Regions from separate parts of the Sus scrofa genome. Here region 2 is linked to region 1. Evidence: chromatin contacts called from public Hi-C data. All regions are on one chromosome and are shown on one strand. Each heading gives the region's core, a stretch centred on a gene start, on an enhancer-like site or on the middle of the called end of the contact. The rest is flanking DNA. Distances are from core to core; before and after follow the strand shown. Region 1 holds the start of SLC25A11 (mitochondrial 2-oxoglutarate/malate carrier protein). Region 2 holds the start of EIF4A1 (eukaryotic translation initiation factor 4A1).

What was found. A called contact is a pair of places that touch in the nucleus more often than the background predicts.
Region 2: a Hi-C map of liver shows a contact between it and region 1, with 4 times the contacts expected there. The contact joins the promoter of EIF4A1 here to the promoter of SLC25A11 in region 1. A contact is called at or near these places in 1 of 47 Hi-C or Micro-C datasets (liver) and 2 of 2 datasets of contacts at active chromatin or transcription factors (alveolar macrophages and skeletal muscle).

The regions. Positions count from the first base shown.
Region 1 is chr12:51,966,750-51,973,384 of Sscrofa11.1, reverse strand. It overlaps SLC25A11 (mitochondrial 2-oxoglutarate/malate carrier protein), which reads right to left and starts at 2,591. Exons shown (of 8, transcript XM_021067766.1): 1 at 2,330-2,591; 2 at 1,575-1,727; 3 at 1,282-1,488; 4 at 1,005-1,095; 5 at 831-921; 6 at 645-744; 7 at 512-563; 8 at 1-373. The coding sequence starts at 2,424. The coding sequence ends at 218. RNF167 (E3 ubiquitin-protein ligase RNF167) reads left to right here and starts at 2,574. Exons shown (of 10, transcript XM_003131906.4): 1 at 2,574-2,887; 2 at 3,025-3,528; 3 at 3,611-3,691; 4 at 4,888-5,013; 5 at 5,125-5,212; 6 at 5,403-5,493; 7 at 5,720-5,825; 8 at 5,967-6,060. The coding sequence starts at 3,445.
Region 2 is chr12:52,867,091-52,873,719 of Sscrofa11.1, reverse strand. EIF4A1 (eukaryotic translation initiation factor 4A1) reads right to left here and starts at 5,241. Exons shown (of 11, transcript NM_001100196.1): 1 at 5,205-5,241; 2 at 3,789-3,837; 3 at 3,387-3,519; 4 at 2,807-2,946; 5 at 1,755-1,923; 6 at 1,321-1,430; 7 at 1,025-1,168; 8 at 810-947; 9 at 585-674; 10 at 240-319; 11 at 1-140. The coding sequence starts at 5,227. SENP3 (sentrin-specific protease 3) reads right to left here. Exons shown (of 11, transcript XM_021067831.1): 11 at 6,137-6,629. The coding sequence ends at 6,584.

The DNA.
Region 1 (6,635 bases), core at 1,342-3,841:
TCATGACGATGGCGACAAGTTGGGCAGGGCAAGCTGGAGCAGGGGCAGGACACACCAAGGTCTTTACCGCAGAGGAGGGGACCACACGGTGGAGGGGTAATAAATAGAGGGGCCCAGGGCAGCAGAGTCTAGGCCCCCCGGGGGGGGCGCACTGACTGTAGAAGCAGCGGGCAAGTGGGAGCCCCCGGCACAGCGGCTCCGGGCCTCTGCTCCCGCCTCAGCCACTGAGGAAGAGACGCTTGTAGGCCTTGTTCATCTGCTCCAAGAAGATGAAGGTGAGGACGGTGTGGGGGCCCAGACGGGCATAGTACGGCGTAAAGCCCTTCCATAGGCTGAAGAAGCCCTCATAGCGGATGACCTTCACCAGCACATCCTAGACAGGCAGGCAGGCAGGCAGGGCGCTGGGGCTGGGACCTGGCCTCTGGGGCCCTGTCCCTCTCAGCCTGCCACCCCCACCGCCCTCCCAGGACAGCCCACCCTGCCACCCAAGCCCCAAGCCCTGCTTCCTCACCAGCCCGTTCTTGTATTCCGGCTTCCCGTCAATCGTTCGCATGTTCTGGATCCTGAAGGAGAGGACGCAGGGGCATGAGAGCCATAAAGAGGGGCCCTCCCGACCCCCTCGAGGCCCAGGTCTACGTACTCACCGGGTCTTGGCAATGTCCACAGGCATAGAGGCGGCAGTGGTGACCAGGCCACTGATCATGCTGGCACAGAAGTGGCACAGGATGTTGTCAGAGAAGTAGCCTGGGGGAGGCGGAGCAGGGGGTGGCGGTCAGCTGGGAGCTGGCTCAGGCCAGGCGGGGAGCTAAGGGTTTGGCTCTGAGTCTCACCTGAGTCCAGTAAAAACTGCTTGGACTGAGAGTAGGAGGCGAGCTGGGCGGCATTGACGACGACGGCCCGAGCCATGGTAGGGATGCAGCCCTGGGGTGGGGGTGGGGGGGTGGAGTCAGAAATGCCCAAGACCTGACCCCCACGCCCCCCAGGTCTCCAGCCCCTTCACTCACCCTCCATAGTGTGGGGACCCCTTCTTCCCGGACAATTCGAATCAAGGCGTCAAATACATTTTTGTAGCCCCGGCGCTGGTCAGGTGGAAGCCTGGCGGGAAGGCAGGAAGAGGCCAAATTCAGGAGAGACCACCCTGTCCCCACAGGAGCGAAGAAAAGGAGGCCAGAAGGCCGTGAACGGGTGAATGCTGTACTCCAGCTCTAGGATAAGAAATCAGGTCTTTCACTGGAGATTCTAGGGAACGGAGCTGGGGTCAGGCTCAAACCTGGAACTCACCGGCCATCAGCAGTCATGCGGATAAGAGCCACCTCAGCTGGCGTTCCCACAAAGGCACCAGTTGCGCCTGCAGTCATGCCAATCAGGGCCTTCAGCAGAAAGCCAGGGGGTGTACCGTCAGCCCCAGTCAGGCGCTCAAACAGCACGGTATAGATACCAAGGCGAGTGGTGGTATAGGTGGCCTGGCGAAGCAGGCCAGCTGACAGCCTGGGGAGCGAAAGGGTCAGTGCATCAAGCCAAGGTCTGGAGCTGCCAACCCACACCCTACCTCCCCCATCATCTGGCCCCAGTACCCTGTATAAATGCCCCTCAGGCCTTCCGCCCTCAGGATGCTCGTGAGGGCATGGAAGCTGGTTTTGTACTCTCGTGTCTTGGCTCCTTCTCCACTCAACTGCATCCGGTTCTTCACCAGGTCCAGGGGCTGTACAAAAACTGTTGCTCCCATCCTGGGGAAAGAAAGGGGTGGAGTCAAGTGCCAGGTGTTCCAGATCTACCAATGCCCCCTGGAACCTGGCAACAAGAGGTCACAAAGGGCAGGGTCTGCCATGTGACTGACCAAGTTTTAGGAGGCTGGCGGACATGTGTACAAGAGTCTCCACATGTACCAAGAGCAATAAGTCTGAAAAGTCCAGGGGTCCAGTAGGGGCCATGCAAGAAAAGTGCTCCATGCAGCTCCAAGGGTGTCAAGCAGGGATCCCAGGACTGCATGCAGTCGGACCCAAAGAAGAGAGGTGGGCACTTATGACCTGGGATCCCACGTTGTCCAGCAGGAGCCATGCAATGACCTGGAACCCCAAACAGCCCCTCAGAGCCAAGCAATGGGTTGGGAAACTCAGGCGGCCCGGCAGGAGCCGTGCATGCAGCCCAGAAGGGACCCTGCGATGGGTAAAAAGATCCTGGTAGCCCATCATGGATCTCGCACTACGACGGGGACCGCGCTGACCCCGTGCCGGCTCGGTTCACTCTAACAGATCCAAAGATGAGCCGGGCCTGGTTGCTTGCATCCGTCCTTTCCTCCTCCTGTCCCATCCCTGGGGCCTGAGCTTACCCGGCCAGGCCCCCAAACAGGAACTTGACCGACTTAGGGGAGGTACGGGGCTTCGCGTCCATCCCACCGGCCCCGGGACTCGCCGTCGCCGCCATCGCCACTCAATGGCCCTCGGCTCCCGGTCCCGTGCGCGCGCGGCCCCGCTCGCGCCCAAGGTGACACTGCGCGCGCAACAGGGGCGAGGGCGCGCGCGCACACCCCTCCGGCTCTCAGGTCCAGCGCTAGCTGGAAGTTGGCGCAGGCGCGAGCGCAAGGGCAGCCGGGAGTAAGGCGGAGCTGAAGGAGGAGCTTCCAGAATGGGTGCGGGAAGGGGTGTGGCTGATTTAGGAAGCCAGAGCATAGGTGCAATTTTTATCGAATTGGAGTCGCGGGAACACAGAGAAGAGGGTTTCTGAAGATCTCGCGAGATCTCGTGAGCTTAGACTAGCCCGAGTTAGGCAGTCCCTCGCGGTAGGTACGGGAAGCTCTCAGCAGGTGGGAGGGATGTGTGTGGGAGAACTCTCGCGAGACGTGAAGATACGGCGGCGGCAGTGGCGGCGGCCAGAGGGAGGCGGAGAGGTTTGTAAGCCAGCCAGTTGCAGGATCCTGGGCACTAGAGGGGAAACAACCAAGCTGTTGCCTGGGGCTTCGGTGCTCCTTTCGTCTGTACAGGCACTCCTCTCACCTCTAATCTTTTCTTTTAACCGGACTTTTAGGACCGGAAGTCCTTCGTCTGGAGCGTCCAATGCTGGAAGCGGCCTGACCTTCTTTGCCGGAAACCCTCTTACAGGGAATGGGAATACGGCCCACCTGGCCGGAAGTCCCACCTCCGTGATCTCCCCCCACCCTTCCAGAAGTTTTTCTGTCACCTGGGCTTGCTTCTGTTCCTTTCCCCCGTTTTATTCCTATACCAGAAAAGGGTATTTTTAGTGTCGCCTTCCCGGCTCCACTAAGGGGGTTGGCTATCTCACTCCCCGAGTCGGGGGTCCTTCCCCTCGTCCCCATGTAGCTGAGAAGGGGGACCTGGGGGTGGTTGGACCCCTGGGACCCTGAGGAAGGGCCAGAGAGGGCGCAGAACTCCGCTTCTGCTCCTGCTATCGGGACGCGGCCTCCTCCGCCTCTCCCCTCCCGCTGCCATGCACCCTGCGGCCTTCCCGCTTCCTGTGGTTGTGGCCACTGTGCTGTGGGGAGTGGCCCCCAGCCAGGGGCTTATTCGAGCGGTGAGTCTGAGGGGCAGATGGGGGAAGGGCGCTGAAGGGGAGAGGTTGCAGGCTAAAGGAGAGACATGGACTCTTGCCGCAGATCTCGGACCACAATGCCAGCATGGACTTTGCAGACCTCCCAGCTCTCTTTGGGGCTGCCTTGAGCCAGGAGGGACTTCAGGTGATTTTCTTCCCTTTTTCCTGTTTCCCAAAATTTTCCCTCTTGGATGATTGAAGCTGGAGGTAGAAGAGTCAAGTTAGGAACTTAGCGCAAGAGCACATCTGGCCTGGTGGAATCCAGAATCGGAGGGAGGAGACAAAGTCTACTCCTAGAACTCTGAGCCTTATGAAGGAGACTGAAAGTGGACCAAGATAAAAGGCACCAGGGGTGGTGCTTATCAGTAGGGTCTCTAGAGCCAGTTATTGGTTTTTATGACCTTGGACAAGTTAATTATCTCTCTGGGCCTTAGTTTGTTTTACTGTAAAGATGGAATAACAGTAAAAGTTACCACAGGATTATTGTGAGAATTAAATTAGGTAAGCAGCTTTGTAGTACTTCACAAAGACTGCCACATAGCAAGAACTCAGTTGGGCCATAGATACCAGTATAGTTGTTTCCAAGATGGGTAATTGGAAAGTGAAGAGGGTGTTAAAAAAACAAAATTCAACTGAGTGAATTTTAAAGCTTTTACTGGCTTGTATTCAACGACCCCATGGATTGAGCAGTATCCCACCTAGCAGACAGAAAGGATCTCTGAAGAACTATACAAAACTAAAGACTTAGGGGCAGAAGCGGGTGGGACAGGAAAGTTATGCTGGCAAAAAAGCTGACTTATTTGTGGCAAGATCACCTTTCTTTAGGAGACGGTAGGGGGACTCTCGGGCAGCTTACCTCACTAGTGCTGGATTCCATTTCTGGGGGAGGTTAAAATTATAAATTAAGCTTGGTGTTATGGGGCTCAGCACAAGTAACTCCATTTAGGGTACTTTTTTTTTTTCTTTTAAACAGAGGGGAGTATATGCTGTAGGAGCATGTACTAGAGTAGAGAATGTGAAACAGCTTGAGTGATATGAATAGGGAATTGGGTTACAATTAGAGGGAAACCGGAAGGCAAAAGAATTAACTAGGAGTGCGGGGTATAGATTTGCTCATCTGGGAAAAGGAGAGGAGTGTTGGAGGGTCTGGTAGAGAGATGTTGTTTGCTGCAATTGCATCTTCAGGAGGCTAAGAGAAGAGGTGGACTTCTGACTTGGGTGGGATGCTCAGACCCCCAGGAATGAGGACATGCAGCATGTGGGGGCCAGTGTGCTTGGTAGGACTTGTGGGAGCAGAACCTGGGGAGATAAAATCCAACTGTTGTTTGCTTCTCTTCCCAGGGCTTCCTTGTGGAGGCTCACCCAGACAATGCCTGCAGCCCCATTGCCCCACCACCCCCAGCCCCGGTCAATGGGTCAGTCTTTATTGCACTGCTTCGAAGATTCGACTGCAACTTTGACCTCAAGGTTGCTGAATGTGGAGTGGGAGATGGGAGGCTAAGGGTAAAAAAAAAAAAAAATGCATCAGGACTGGGGTAGGAAGGCCCACGATGGCTCCAATCTGCCTCATCTTCCTAGGTCCTGAATGCTCAGAAGGCTGGGTATGGTGCTGCTGTGGTTCACAACGTAAACTCCAATGAACTTCTGAACATGGTGTGGAATAGTGGTAAGGTCCGGGGATCTGGACAGCTGGGTTTTCAGTAGAGCTCAGACTGAGAGATGGTGGGAGGGTTGAAGGCTTGGGGAAAAGAAGTCAGTCCTTGTGTGGGTTGGGGCAAGAAAGCCAAAGTCCAGGGTTACCAAAGGACTCCTCTGGGAGGTTCGGTCCCCAGTGTGTAATGCCCTGATCCCTGCAGAGGAAATCCAGCAGCAGATCTGGATCCCGTCTGTGTTCATTGGGGAGAGGAGCTCCCAGTACCTGCGTGCCCTCTTTGTCTACGAGAAGGGGTAGGACTCGTCCCTCCTTCCCACTCTTCTTCAGCACTTCCATGCCAGCCTGGAGCCTAAGCCTGTGCCCCAGCCCTTCAGCCTCAGGCCCTTCATACTCTGCTTCTTGACTTTCTTCCCACCTCCTTCCCAGTCCACACTCAAGCCCTGTCCAGAGCCAGTTTCTTTGTCCCTCTTTGTTCTTTTGCCTCTCCTACCCCTCTGACACTGGTCCTTCTTTTCCCAGGGCTCGGGTGCTCCTGGTCCCAGACAATAGCTTCCCCTTGGGCTATTACCTCATCCCTTTCACAGGGATTGTGGGACTGCTGGTTTTGGCCATGGGAGCAGTGATGGTAAGTAGCTCAGGAAACGGATTGGAAGAGCTGGGGCCTTTAAAGCCAGACTGGTTCTGGACTTGCAAGATGGGAGTGGTTTGTACTGGATTTCTGGCTTTGTTCTCTTAAGACGGATCCATTCACTCCCCCTTTCACCAGATAGTTCGTTGTATCCAGCACCGGAAACGGCTCCAGCGGAATCGACTGACCAAAGAGCAACTAAAACAGATTCCTACACATGACTATCAAAAGGGTGAGCAGGGTCAGCGGCGGGGAGCAGGCCTTGCCCACAACTTACCTGGTTCTGAAGGCGTTTGAGCCAGGAGAGCAGGGGCAGATAGCAGGGTAGAGGTGTCAGCCTGAGAGGCCACCTTTCTTCTACTACATACAGTGAGGACAGAACAGGATTAGAGCAGGAGATGGAAAGCAAATGTAATTAAATGGAACAGTTAGGGAGAAAGATGGAGGACCTTGCTTGTAAGGGAAAAGGTAGAAAAAGCAGAAAAGTGGTAGGAGTGGGTAAGAGTCCGCTTGAGAGAGAAGACACAGGTAAGCAGGGGCTAGGTCTTTAACCCTGGCACCTCCAGTGCCCATATAAGGCCATAGCAGAAGCCCTGCCCCCCCACTTCCGCTCCTCCCACTCCCTATCTCTCCACCCTCACACCTCCCCCCAAAAACCCACTTCCCTTCTTACCTCTGCTTCTCTTTGCTTGTCCCTTCTAACCCCAAATTCCTCATGCTCTACCCTGCTCCATCTTAGCTTCTATTGGCTCCACAGAACCAGAGAAAATAGCTTTTGCAGGGTTTAGCTCCACCTTAGGCCTCCCA
Region 2 (6,629 bases), core at 3,992-6,491, 900 kb before region 1:
TGAGGTCAGCAACATTGAGGGGCATCTCCTCGATGGAGGTGTTGTAGAAGGTCTCAATGTCCCGGAGAGTCCTCTTGTCTTCTTCTGTCACCATGTTAATAGCCACACCCTTACGGCCAAAACGTCCGCCACGACCGATCCTGGGAAACAAGTTAGAGTATGAGGAAGATGGGGAAGACCGGGGCGCTGCTGTGCAGGGAGGACTGGGCGGGGGGGGGCAGCCTGGCAGGTGTCTTTACCTGTGGATGTAGTTTTCCCTGTTGGTGGGAAGGTCATAGTTGATGACTAAGGAAACCTGCTGCACGTCGATGCCTCTGGCCTGTGTGGGAGAGAAGGCGGCTTCAGTGGGTGACTCCAGGGAGAGGGAGGAGTCTGTCCAGGAGAGGCGTGTGTGTGGGCAGCCCAAGGCAGGCAGAGGATGTTTACAGCCCCTCGCCGCCAGAGCCTCAGGCCTGCCAGATGTTATTCCAAGCTGCTACTTTCCAGAAGAGGGGCACAAGCAGGCCCCTTGGAGAGGGAATCACCTTGGATCCGCCCTTGGTCCCCAGTCTTCTCACACTCGCTTCTACTCAGCTTCTACTCACCAGCAGATCCGTGGTAATCAACACTCTGCTGGAGCCCGAGCGGAACTCCCTCATGATGACGTCGCGTTCTTTCTGGTCCATGTCCCCGTGCTACAACAGGAAACAGAAGGCGGCTGTTAGCAGGTAGGTGTGCTGGTTCAGCGAGAACTGGCTGGGGAAGTAGGCCTGTGACAGCCCCCCTCTTGCTGGGAAACCACGGCCGCAGCGGTGGCGGCGGGCGCTCACCATAGCAGAGACGGTGAAGTCTCGGGCGTGCATCTTCTCCGTGAGCCAGTCGACCTTCCTTCGGGTGTTGATGAAGATGACTGCCTGGGTGATGGTCAGGGTTTCGTACAAGTCACACAGGGTGTCCAGCTTCCACTCCTGGGGGTGGGGGAGAAATCAGTCAGGGGCTATCCCCCCGCCTTCCTGCCAGGCCCGCCTCCTGCACTGGGCCCCACCTCGCGTTCCACATTGATGTAGAATTGGCGAATACCCTCCAGGGTCAGCTCTTCCTTCTTGACAAGGATTCGAATTGGGTCCCGCATGAACTTCTTGGTCACTTCCAGCACATCAGAAGGCATTGTAGCTGACAGCAAAACCACCTAATGGGGACAACAGTCTCAGGGGAGGTAGCAGGTCCTCCAGAGCTTTATGGTTTGTCTGGCACTTTGTAATGGTCTCTCACCCCGAGAACACTACCATCCGTACAAAGGAATCACCACTCACACGAGCAAAACCCCAATGTTCTTCTCACCTGGGTGTTGCTATTGAGCTTTTGGAATATGTCATAGATCTGGTCCTTGAACCCTCGGCTTAACATCTCATCAGCTTCATCCAATACAAACATCTTGATGTATTTGGGAGCTAACAAAAGAAAAAAAAACACACACACACCAACAGGTATTTAAAAAAGGTAAGATATACTTTCACTTCTTCCCAGATAAAGAATAGGAGATAGGTGGTCTGCTCTCAGAATACAAAGATTGATCCTTTGCCTGTGAGCCCCTTGCAAGGCCAGACAACAGCCCTGAGAAGTAGAACACTACCTGGGCTGAGCTGACAGGGAAGCCAGGCTCAGATGACACGCATGGGGTTCATCACAGAGCAATGCTTAAAAAAAAAAAAAAAAAAACTGGGAAAACATGCTTAAGGAAGTGACCCAGAGACCTGGAAAATTGAGACACTCACACAAGTATCTCCTGTTAAGCATATCAAACACACGGCCTGGGGTACCCACGATGATGTGGGGAGCTTCCATCTGTAGCTTCTGCACCTCAGCACGCACATTGGTACCACCAATGCAGGCATGGCAGGAAGCACCCATGTAATCTCCTAATGCCATAACCACCTTCTGTATCTGAAAAGATAAAATGCTGTGTTAGCTATAGTCACCAGGCTCCATCTCATAAATGCTTATGTACTGGAGTTCCTGTCGTGCCTCAGTGATTAACAAATCTGGCTAGGAACCATAAGGTTGTGGGTTCGATCCCTGGCCCTGCTCAGTGGGTTAAGGATCCTGCATTGCCGTGGGCTGTGGTATAGGCAGCAGAGGCAGCTTGGATCCAATGTTACCATGGCTCTGGTGTAGGCCGACAGTTACAACTCCAATTGGAACCCTAGCCTGGGAACCTCCCCGTATGCCACAGGTGTGGCCCCAGGGGGGAAAAAATGCTTATGAATTTATTTTTCCCAACAACTCAAGCACTATTAAACACTCACTTCATAGGCAAGAAAACAGTCAATTTATGAGACAGGTGTCTCTGATCCTTTTCCTCTAAGACCCAGGAAAACAGTTCATTCCATGTGTCCTAGGCATGAAACAGCTCTGGCCACCAACCCAGGCATCAAGCTAGGATGAACAGAGGACTATATACACATCTGCTTTTCCCATGACTGATATAAGAACAACACCACCAATCAGGTGTCTCTTTGCCCATTGCCAGGGGGTTTTGGTCATAGAAGAGCCAAACTTGCCCAGCCAGTCACATTCCACCCAGCAGCCTTCACATCTGACTCAGGAAACGGGTGGAGTAAAGGATGCTTACTGTGCTTGGTTAAGGTTTATAATTAACCTAATAAATCCCAAAAGATCTACAAGTTATCAACTGACTTTGTTTCATCTCTTTCATTCTCTATACGTCAGTTCTTCCAAGGTGGTGGTAGTCGGGGCACATACTTCTGATTTTTGGGTTTTATTATTCATTTCTAAATGAGTCCTTTGGGGAGAGGTAAAATCTCACCTGCTGAGCCAACTCTCTAGTGGGTGCCAGGACCAAGGCCTGGGTGGCCTTTAGATCCAATTCAATCTGCTGCAGAATTGATATGGCGAAAGTGGCAGTTTTCCCAGTCCCAGATTGGGCTTGAGCGATCACATCATAACCTAAAGTGACAAAATGAGAGAGAAATTTAATGGCAGGAAATATTCTTTGGAATCATGGGACACTGAAAAATAACCCACAGAAGGGTCCGTATATGTGCCAAACAGTAAGTGCTTCACAGACTTGATACCACAACACAGTACCAAGGCAGACCTGGAAGCCAGGTGAAGGCAACAACTCATTTAGCATGGCACCCCAAAGCTGGGCTACAAATACAGGTGTAAAATTATAATCTGCCTAAAAACAAGAGCCTGACTTAAATGAAGCCAACAATCCATGTGTCCAGGGCATGAACCAGGCATAGGCACAAACCAAAAGCCAAGCTGGGATAAACAAGGAGTTGCTTTGTCCCTGGCTGATATGAGACAGGCACCACCAACCAGATGCCACTCTACCCAGGCCAGGGACAGCCCATACATTTTTTCTGGGGCAAAGACCTTACCCTTGATACAAGGAAGAATGGCTCGCTGCTGGATGGCAGAGGGCTTCTCAAAACCATAGGCATAGATGCCACGGAGGAGGGACTCCGAGAGGTTCATGTCATCAAAGCTGTCAACAATCTCATTCCAGTTACTCTGTAAGAAGTAAAAAAGAATTAACAGAAATGGGGCTGTGCTCTTGCACTGGAGCAAACAGGACCTTCTCTGCCTGCACCAAAGTTCCAGAACCCACCACCTTCTCCTCCCCAAGGAAGCCAGCTGGTTGGGTCTATGCGGCCTAGAAAACTACTCTGAAGGGACCAGTTACTTGTAAACAGTGAGGTTATATTATAAAGAGGAAAAAAAACATACTTTTGTTGTATATACTCTTACAAAGGATAACGGCGGTAGGGGTCCAACCTTACCTCGATGACGCCTTCGGGCTCCATCCCATCGGGGCCATTGTCTCTGGATCTATTGGTTTAAAATACAAGCACATAGAAATCCTGACCACCAGACTCTTCCTCCCAGCAAGCGGCTTTGCATGCTACCATCAGTCTTCACTCCCGATCCAAGCCCCATGAATTCCGGAAACACAAGAGCAGTTACTTTACAGCCGAGGCCTTTGCCTCATCTCTGGAACTGCTCAGGCCAAGCCGCCTCCCCACCCTGCCCTACAGAAGACCCGGAGACTGGAAGGAACGGCGCTGCGCTGCCCGGGGCGTAGAGGTGGTGCTGGCCGCCAGGCCCACGTGTCTTGGGCCGGGCCGCTCCAAGACCCAGCGCGTGCACCTCCCACTGTGGCCCCAGCGCGCCGGAAGTCCCGCCTTCCACCTCCCAGATGCGAGAGGAGGACATCCCCTTCCCCCCCACGTCATGCCGCCCGCGCCCTCCCCCACTCCCTCCAGCCCATCTCCCCGCCTCGCGGTGCCCGGATGTGGGAGGCCGCGGGCGGTGGCGGCCTCGCGCACAATGAGCCCCAGCCGAGCTAGCAAGGGGGGAGATTGCACAACACTTAAGAGCGAAGCCGAATGGGGGAGGGGAGCACCTCAGGCCGCCATGTGCTCGCCTCCTCGACCACCCGGCGGCGCACCCCTCCCCTCCGGGGAACAATCCACACCCCGCCCGCCCCCGTCGCGAAATGGCGTCGCCCTCCCATACCTCAGGCCGCTCACCCCCGAAGGAAAGTGGACCTGCCCATCCGCAGTTTGCCAATTGCCCGGCTTGTGCGGCAAAATGGACCCGCCCGCCCGGCGCCGGGTGGGCTCCCGGTGCCTCAAGCGGCCGCTCCTCGGGGTTAGGGTCGGTCCTGGCCGTCAAGAAAACCAGCACACTGAACGGCCGGCTTCTTCTCCCGCGACCCATAGCTTCACGCGACCAAGCGACTGAGGATCCAGGCACCCCCACCTTCGGCGAGTGGTACCGTCAGAATCCTCCGGAGTCCCGAGCGCGCGCGAACCCTCCCTCCCGCAGTGAGACAATCTGACCGGCGGCTCCGCGCCACGCACGGCCGCCTCTACCTTCCTTTCTCACAACAGGTCGCGACCTCGCCACCCCACTCAGCGACCAAGCTTCACGCACCACGTCGGTCGAGGCCTCCTAACGAAACTCGCTCGCTGGGTCCCGAAAGCCCGGCCGTCCTCGGCCTCTGCCTAGGCCCTGGCAGCGTCGGCCGTGGACCCGCCCCTAACTCCCCCCACCTCCCCGGACGGGTCCTCCCGGCTTGGTCTCCCCGCAACCCTGGGGGGGCCTAGGGCGGCGGGCCTCAGCTTCCCCACGCCGGGCCCTCGAAAAGGGCGGCAAGGTAAGCAGCCACAGTCTCTTGCAAGTGTCTTGCTTACCGGGAATCCTGACTCGCAGACATGATCCTTAGAAACTAGGGCGGAGTGCCCGCCTATCGACAACTTATAGAGCGCCCGACCCCGCCCCAGCCATCGCATTGGCTTGGCCGCCTCAGCTCCGCCTGCCGCCGCTCGGCAACTAGGCGTGACGTTAGTTCGTAGGCGCCCTGGCACGCGGCCACCATTGGATAACTTGAGCGCCCGTCAAGGTGAAGACCCGCCCCGCAGCCTCATTGGCTAGAGGGCCCGCCTTTCTCGCCGGTACGGAAGTGACATACTGGAGTCGGGCCTCGAGGCCTGGCAGCCATCTTGGGGCCCTGCACCCCTACACGTGCGGAGGCGAGAGTGCCTCAGTCATGTGGCCTACCAGGCCCTATCACGCAAGGGGGGCGAGGTTTCAGCCTCCAGGGACTTCCGGGCTCCCGGGACTACCACTACCGCTACCCTCTGTTACAGGTGTCCACCAGACCACGTTCAATTTTGTTCTCTCCTGCAGCAAAGATAAATCGGACACCAAGCCCGAGGTGTTCCAAGCGTACAGGGGGCTGAAGTCAGGATCCATTACCCAGCGGCTGGGACGGTTCCCCTGGCTGGAGGGAGGAGGGATGGAGTAATTGACTTGTGGGCTTAGGGGCTTTTGAGGTTGCTGTCAGGAATCCTGGCCGGCTCCCTTAAGTGTCCTGTTTCCCCAACTTTAGGACCCCTCAAGCGCCCTTATTTTTGAGGTTTACCTACTCTCCCCTCCTTCCAGCCCTGGCTCCGCTAGCTGGAGGATTCTTTTGAGGACGTGGCGTTGGCATTGTGTGAGCCAGGGATGGAAAACTGGCCCCTTAAGTCTCAAAACCCAAAAAGGGTAGCTAACAGCACTGGCTGGAGGAAAGGCTGAGAGCATATCCACTAGTTTTGCGGCCCCTAAAGGAAGACCACCACTATGTATCTCCAAAGGATCCTTTATTGACCAGAGCAGGACCATGGCATATATATATATATGTATATATATATATAAAAGTTTTGAAGATCTGGCAGGCAGGAATCCCATTGTCCGCCCACCACCCCCAGCACAGATTTTCCTGCCCCGTCCCCCACCCTGCACATGAAAGGGAGATGACTGCCCCACCCAGGCCACAAGGCCATACTCCCCTGCAGACAGAGGGTGAAAGGGGATATTCCATGGCCACCCCCTGAACATTAGAAATCAACAAGTATTCTCTCAAAGAAAAAAATACAGAAATCAATTAAAACATTTAAATATGAAAAACCAAAGGGAATTGGGTGGGAAGAGGCAAGAGAGGAAAGGAATTGGAGTTTCTTGGGAAGGAAGGATCTCCCATGTCCCCCTGCCCATTTAACGAATGGGCTTGAGGCCTGGGATACGAGGCTCACACAGTGAGTTTGCAGTGACACAGCTCCTTGTAGATCTGTCGA